Linked DNA regions of Sus scrofa: region 1 is linked to region 2. A link is a contact called in public targeted proximity ligation data. All regions are on one chromosome and are shown on one strand. The core of a region is the stretch at or near the end of the contact, and the rest is flanking DNA. Distances in the headings are between cores, read along the strand shown. Region 1 has its middle 130 kb from the start of PHLDA1. Region 2 has its middle 130 kb from the start of KRR1.

Region 1 (2,700 bases), core at 102-2,601, 230 kb after region 2:
CCATAATCTGCTCCACAGCTCCACCTATCTTTTATCATCTCCTACACCATCACCACCCACAGACATTATGATTCAGCAGACCTGGATTGCTTATGGCCCCTTGCATACATCAAGTGCATACCTGGTCTCACTCCCCGCAATGCCCTTCCCTATGTGTCTGTGTAGCTCATTCCCACACTGCTTCAAGTCACCTTATAGAGATGTCTGCCTTGAGCTCCAAGATTACACAATTCCACCCACTGCCCACTACCACGCTTCCTAGCCCTTCCTTGTGCTCCCTCTTGATCTGTAATCCTTCTTCCATGTGATACACATTGATTTTCTACCTCCCATATCAGAATGCAAGCTCTATGAGGGCTGAAGTTCTGTTCTGCTAAGCTTTCTAGCATCTCAGTACTGCCATATAGCTTCATGTGTGAATGAATGAATGAATGAATGAATAAACAAATGAACATCCCTAGGGTGGAAGAGACCCCTCTACCATCAAGAGTATGATTCTTTTAAGGCTTTCAAAAGGGTAGCCTCTCTCTCCTGGTTTTTCTCCCTCTATTGCAAAAAAAAAAAAAATGGGACCAACATCTTCTGGGTTGCCACAATGTGGAGAGTTACTCTCAAAGATGGTAAACCATTATCCTAGAAGGCAGTCCAGGTTTCTCAGATTTCTCTGGCTGAATTCCTTGCCTTTAAAGGAAACTTGCCAAGAAGCTAAGGGAGCTCATTGTTTGAGTCTTAACCCCACTTTCCTGCTGCACAAATTTCAGTCACCATCCTCTTTCTCTTCTCTCCCAGGCCAACCAGCAGGTTTTTGTGATAAGATGCCTGATGAGAAGTTCCCTTCGTGGCTCAGCGGTTAATGAACCAGACTAGGATCCCTGGCCTCACTCAGTGAGTTAAGGACCTGGCGTTTTTGTGAGCTGTGGTGTAGGTCACAGACACAGCTCAGATCCCAAGTGGCTGTGGCTGTGGTGCAGGCCGGTAGCTGTGGATCTGATTCGACCCCTAACCTGGGAACTTCCATATGCTGTGGGAACCTCATTATGCAAATGAGAGGATAGATTTTTTTTTTTTTTAAGGGCCACACCCACAGCATGCGGAAGTTCCCAGGCTAGGGGTTGAACCAGAGCTGCAGTTGCTGGCCTGCACCACAGCCACAGCAACTTAGAATCTGAGCCTTGTCTGTGACCTACACCACAGCTCACAGCAACGCAACACCAGATCCTTTACCCACTGAGTGAAGCCAGGGATCAAACCCACATTCTCATGGATACCAGTCAGGTTTGTTTCCACTGAGCCACAACAGGAACTCCCAGAAGACAGAATTTTTTAAAAAGTAAACTCTGACTTAACCTCACACTCACTCATCTCCAAATTCAGGAAGCAACAACTCAGTGAACACCAAGCTCAGAATTTCAGATGCTCTACTTCCTCGATAGAAAAATGAAGCACCATCTTCCTCATTAAGTAACTAAAGATGCTAAGAAGGTATAGTCACCTTCCGGTTGAAAGAAAAAAAGATGAAATCTTCAGAATCTAACCACTTACAAATGAAAAATAAACTCCTAGATGCTAAGAAGGATTTTTTTTTTTTCGCTTTTTAGGGCTGTACCTAGGACATATGGAAGTTCCCAGGGGTTGAATTGGAGCTGCAGCTGCCAGCCCACACCACAGCAACACCAGATCTGAACTGAATCTGCAACTTACGCCACAGCTCACAGCATCACTGGATCCTTAACCCACTGAACTAGGCTAGGGATCGAAACTTCATCCTCATGGAAGCTAGTCAGATTCATTTCCACTGCACCACAACAGGAACTCTCAAGAAGGACTTTTTTTTTAAACATGTTATATGTGTGTTAAACAGACTATGCTTTGCCAAAATCAGGGTACCATTCTTAAAGATTTAATTTGATTTATTCTATATTTTCTAAGGTGGGAAAATTTGAACCACTATCAAATCTTAGCAAATACTGAATGAATTCAGTATACATCTTTCAAAAACATCTCTTACATCTAAGTTATTAAACTTACTTTTAAATTTATGATTCAAAAGTTTAATTGGATAAGTACGTTTTTATATATTGTCAAATTCCATACCAATAAAAGTTCTTTATATTTTTAAGATCCAGTAGATCATAGTGCACAATCCTGCCATTCAATAAGATTTGAGGAGGAGAAGAAAGACAAGATGAATTATTAAAACAGGCAATGTTTTATGGCATAAAAGTTTCTAGCACTTAAATACTGGACTTCTGCTTGAAAAAAATGTAGGTTTTTTTCTTACCATTAAACTATCTCAAAATGGGAAAACAAAGCTATCTAGGAAGGAAAAGAAATAGGAAACAAAAGGAGGTGTTTTACAATAAATAACCCTATGGTTTCTGTTCCATGCTAGAAAATTAGATAGCTGCAATAAAAGCACAATTTCATGGGGTGCTCTGAGCAGTCAAATCACAGATTTTTCCCTTGAGTTCTGGCTCCACAAAAAGGATGTTAAATTAAGTGCCACATGGTCACATTTTCACTTTAATTACCTTTTTAAAAAGCTAGGATTTTTGAGCCTCATGGGACTTATACATTTTCAATCACAGAGGACTCATATTTTAAATCATTAAATTCTCATTACACCTCCTGTAATGCATATACTACCCTAGCTGTATGTAACGTGATGTGTTTGAGTAACTTGCCTAAGATCATTTAAGT
Region 2 (2,700 bases), core at 54-2,553:
CAGGCCCATTTTTTTCAGGTGTAACTTGTAAAAGCAACACTGAAAAAGTGGCATTCTGGAGCACATTCAAAGTCCATTAAGACGGCACATCCACTTGGATTCCTCTTTAACCTTCGGGCCTCAGGATGGCCTCCCAACCATGCAAGAGCAGAGGGCCAAAAACATCAGAAAAAGAATATGAGATTTCAAAAATATCTGAAAAGGACAGTTGTGTTTTTCAAGAAGCCTTTCCCTCAGTGGCTTTAGCTTTTGCATATAGCCCAGAAGTAGCTGATAAACTGAGGTTCTCTGACTTCGCAGCCTGATGGATATAATTTTCATACTGTACTTGGGGAGATAATGTATGCAGTGTATTGGACAGTTGTTTCTGTTATCAAGCAGCCGTGTTCTCTCATTTCACTAACAAATGTGCAGACAAACGTACATTGTGGCAAATGCAAGGAAATCTCCAGCCTGTGTTTGAAACTTAAGCCTCCCCATTCTTTAGAGCGTAGCATGATTCAGACAATAGAGATCCTTGGTACCAGCATTACCCTTCCTCTGCTGACTCCTTTAAGACTCTGGCACATGACGATAGTTAATATGCTTCAGTGTAGGAATAAATTCTGATGGCAGACAGACGATTACTGTGGAGGAATTGTCATAATAGCTGTCTCATTAAAAAAAAAAAGTTTCACTGTAAATTTAAAATATGTGAAATGGACACCTATACTATACCCCAAATCCTCTTCTTGTAAAGTAGAGGGCTAATAAATATTTATCAATCAATCAATAAAAGGAAGAAGTATTTTCTGTGGATTTTGATGCCTTTCTGGAGAAATGACCTCAATCTTAGCTCATTCCTTTAAGATGAGAATGTTTAGACACAGAGTCATTATAAGCTACTAACGTCATAAAGTTAAGATCAGATTTAGGGATTCTACACTTTTCCTGTCCCTTCATACAATTCTGCTCTACTTTCTGGAAAAAAAGAAAAATCCTCTCTTCCTGAGTTTCCACCAATGAAATATTTACAGACTGATGGGCTCTTTAGTCATCACTGAGCAGAGCTGCAATCTTTTCGTCATTTCTCGGAAGTCATTTTCTCCATCTGCTTAATCATTTCATGTACTTCTGACTCCACCCCACGTGCTCACATCTCCAAGACAGAAGATTCCAAAAATGGAAAATAGCCCTTCAAGGAACCAAAGGGAGGCCTGGCAACATGTGTCCTTTGATAACAGAACATGTCCTCACATGTGACTCCGTGTTCAGCTGCGGAATTCTTTCTCTCTCACCGCGCAGGCAAGCTGCAGTCTCCATCAGCGCTCCGGGGGTGGCGCTGTCGCATAGGAGAAAGCGCACTGCTTTTGATGCCTGGCACACCTGGGTGCAAATCTTGGCTTCCCAATTTACTACCTACATGACCAGAATCAAGTTGTTTAACCTCTCTAAATCTCAGGTTCTTTGTCAGAAATAGTTTCAGGAAATACCTGCTACCTCATAGGACTCTGGCAATTAATATTTGTAATTAGTAATTAGTTAATATATGTAAACGGCCTGTATAATGTGTATAGAGGTCTATGTACATACCTGTATATACCTGTATATGTAACAAGTATGTACAACATTCCCATCAGCCCCCAAATCCAAGAGTTAAACCAATTTCTATCTCTTACCACACTTGATTTACCAGAAATTTTTGTCCACTCCTCTTCCATTTTCCTGAACTCATCCATTTCCCTCCAGTGATCTAAGTCACCTTTGGGCCAGCTACCACCTGATCTGAACCACAAGTGTTTCTTACCAGGACAGTGGAATCGCCGGCTTTCTAACTCATTGCTTTGCTTTCATTTTTGCCTCCTAAAATCTGTTCTTTACACAGCAGTGATGTCATCCTTTTAAAAGATTAATTAGATGAGGCTGCTTTTCATAAAACTCAACATGGGGTTCCCATTACACTTGGGGGAAAAAAAGAACCAACAACCCCAAATCCTTTGCAGGCCTAAAGACCCTATGTGATCTAGCCTTGCCTGTGTGTCTGAAGTTATAGTTATCCCCTTCCACTCTTCCATCGTTCACACTGCTTTTAGCCACATAGGTCATTTTGTGTTTCAGGAACTCACTAAGCTTCTTCTGTTTCCAGGACCTTTGCCCTTGCCATTTCTTAAGCCTGAATGTTCTTCCTGCAGATCCTCAGGTCCTTATTTGTCTGGTTCCTTCTCATCATTCAGGTCTAAGGCTGCTTGTCACCAAAAAGCCTCCTCTGATAGCCAAGTCTCATCTTGTCTTTCCCTCAGACCCCAATGCAATTACTCTCTAGCACATTACTCTGTCTTTTCTTTATACCACCCAACACCATCTTTGTTTACTTATAGAATGTCTGTCTCCCCCAAAGGAATGTCAGCCTTGTGAATATAGGATCTTTGTCTACCTTGTTTAGCTCTAGATTGTCACCTTCTGAAACAGGGCTTGGTGGGAAGTAGACACTCAATAAGTATTTGACAAATGAATGAATTAGTGTTTTTAAGCCTGTCCTGGGAGAACTGAGCTCTGTCACACTTTTCATAAACATGAAATCAGCAAACAAGATAATGAAGTCTTAAGACGTTCTCACAAAAGCTTAAAATCTAGGTCCTAAATTTTACAAGGTTGGAAAATTCTGGAGCATTATAAAGTTGTTCAGAACACAGAGCATATTTTAATCTTAGCTCTGTACTT

The links.
Region 1: a contact with region 2 is called in a targeted proximity ligation map of alveolar macrophages. A contact is called at or near these places in 1 of 47 Hi-C or Micro-C datasets (embryonic fibroblasts) and 1 of 2 datasets of targeted methods (alveolar macrophages).

The regions. Positions count from the first base shown.
Region 1 is chr5:39,187,175-39,189,874 of Sscrofa11.1, forward strand. No RefSeq gene overlaps it. Among named protein-coding and RNA genes, the nearest start is that of PHLDA1, 130 kb to the right of the region's middle.
Region 2 is chr5:38,952,453-38,955,152 of Sscrofa11.1, forward strand. No RefSeq gene overlaps it. Among named protein-coding and RNA genes, the nearest start is that of KRR1, 130 kb to the left of the region's middle.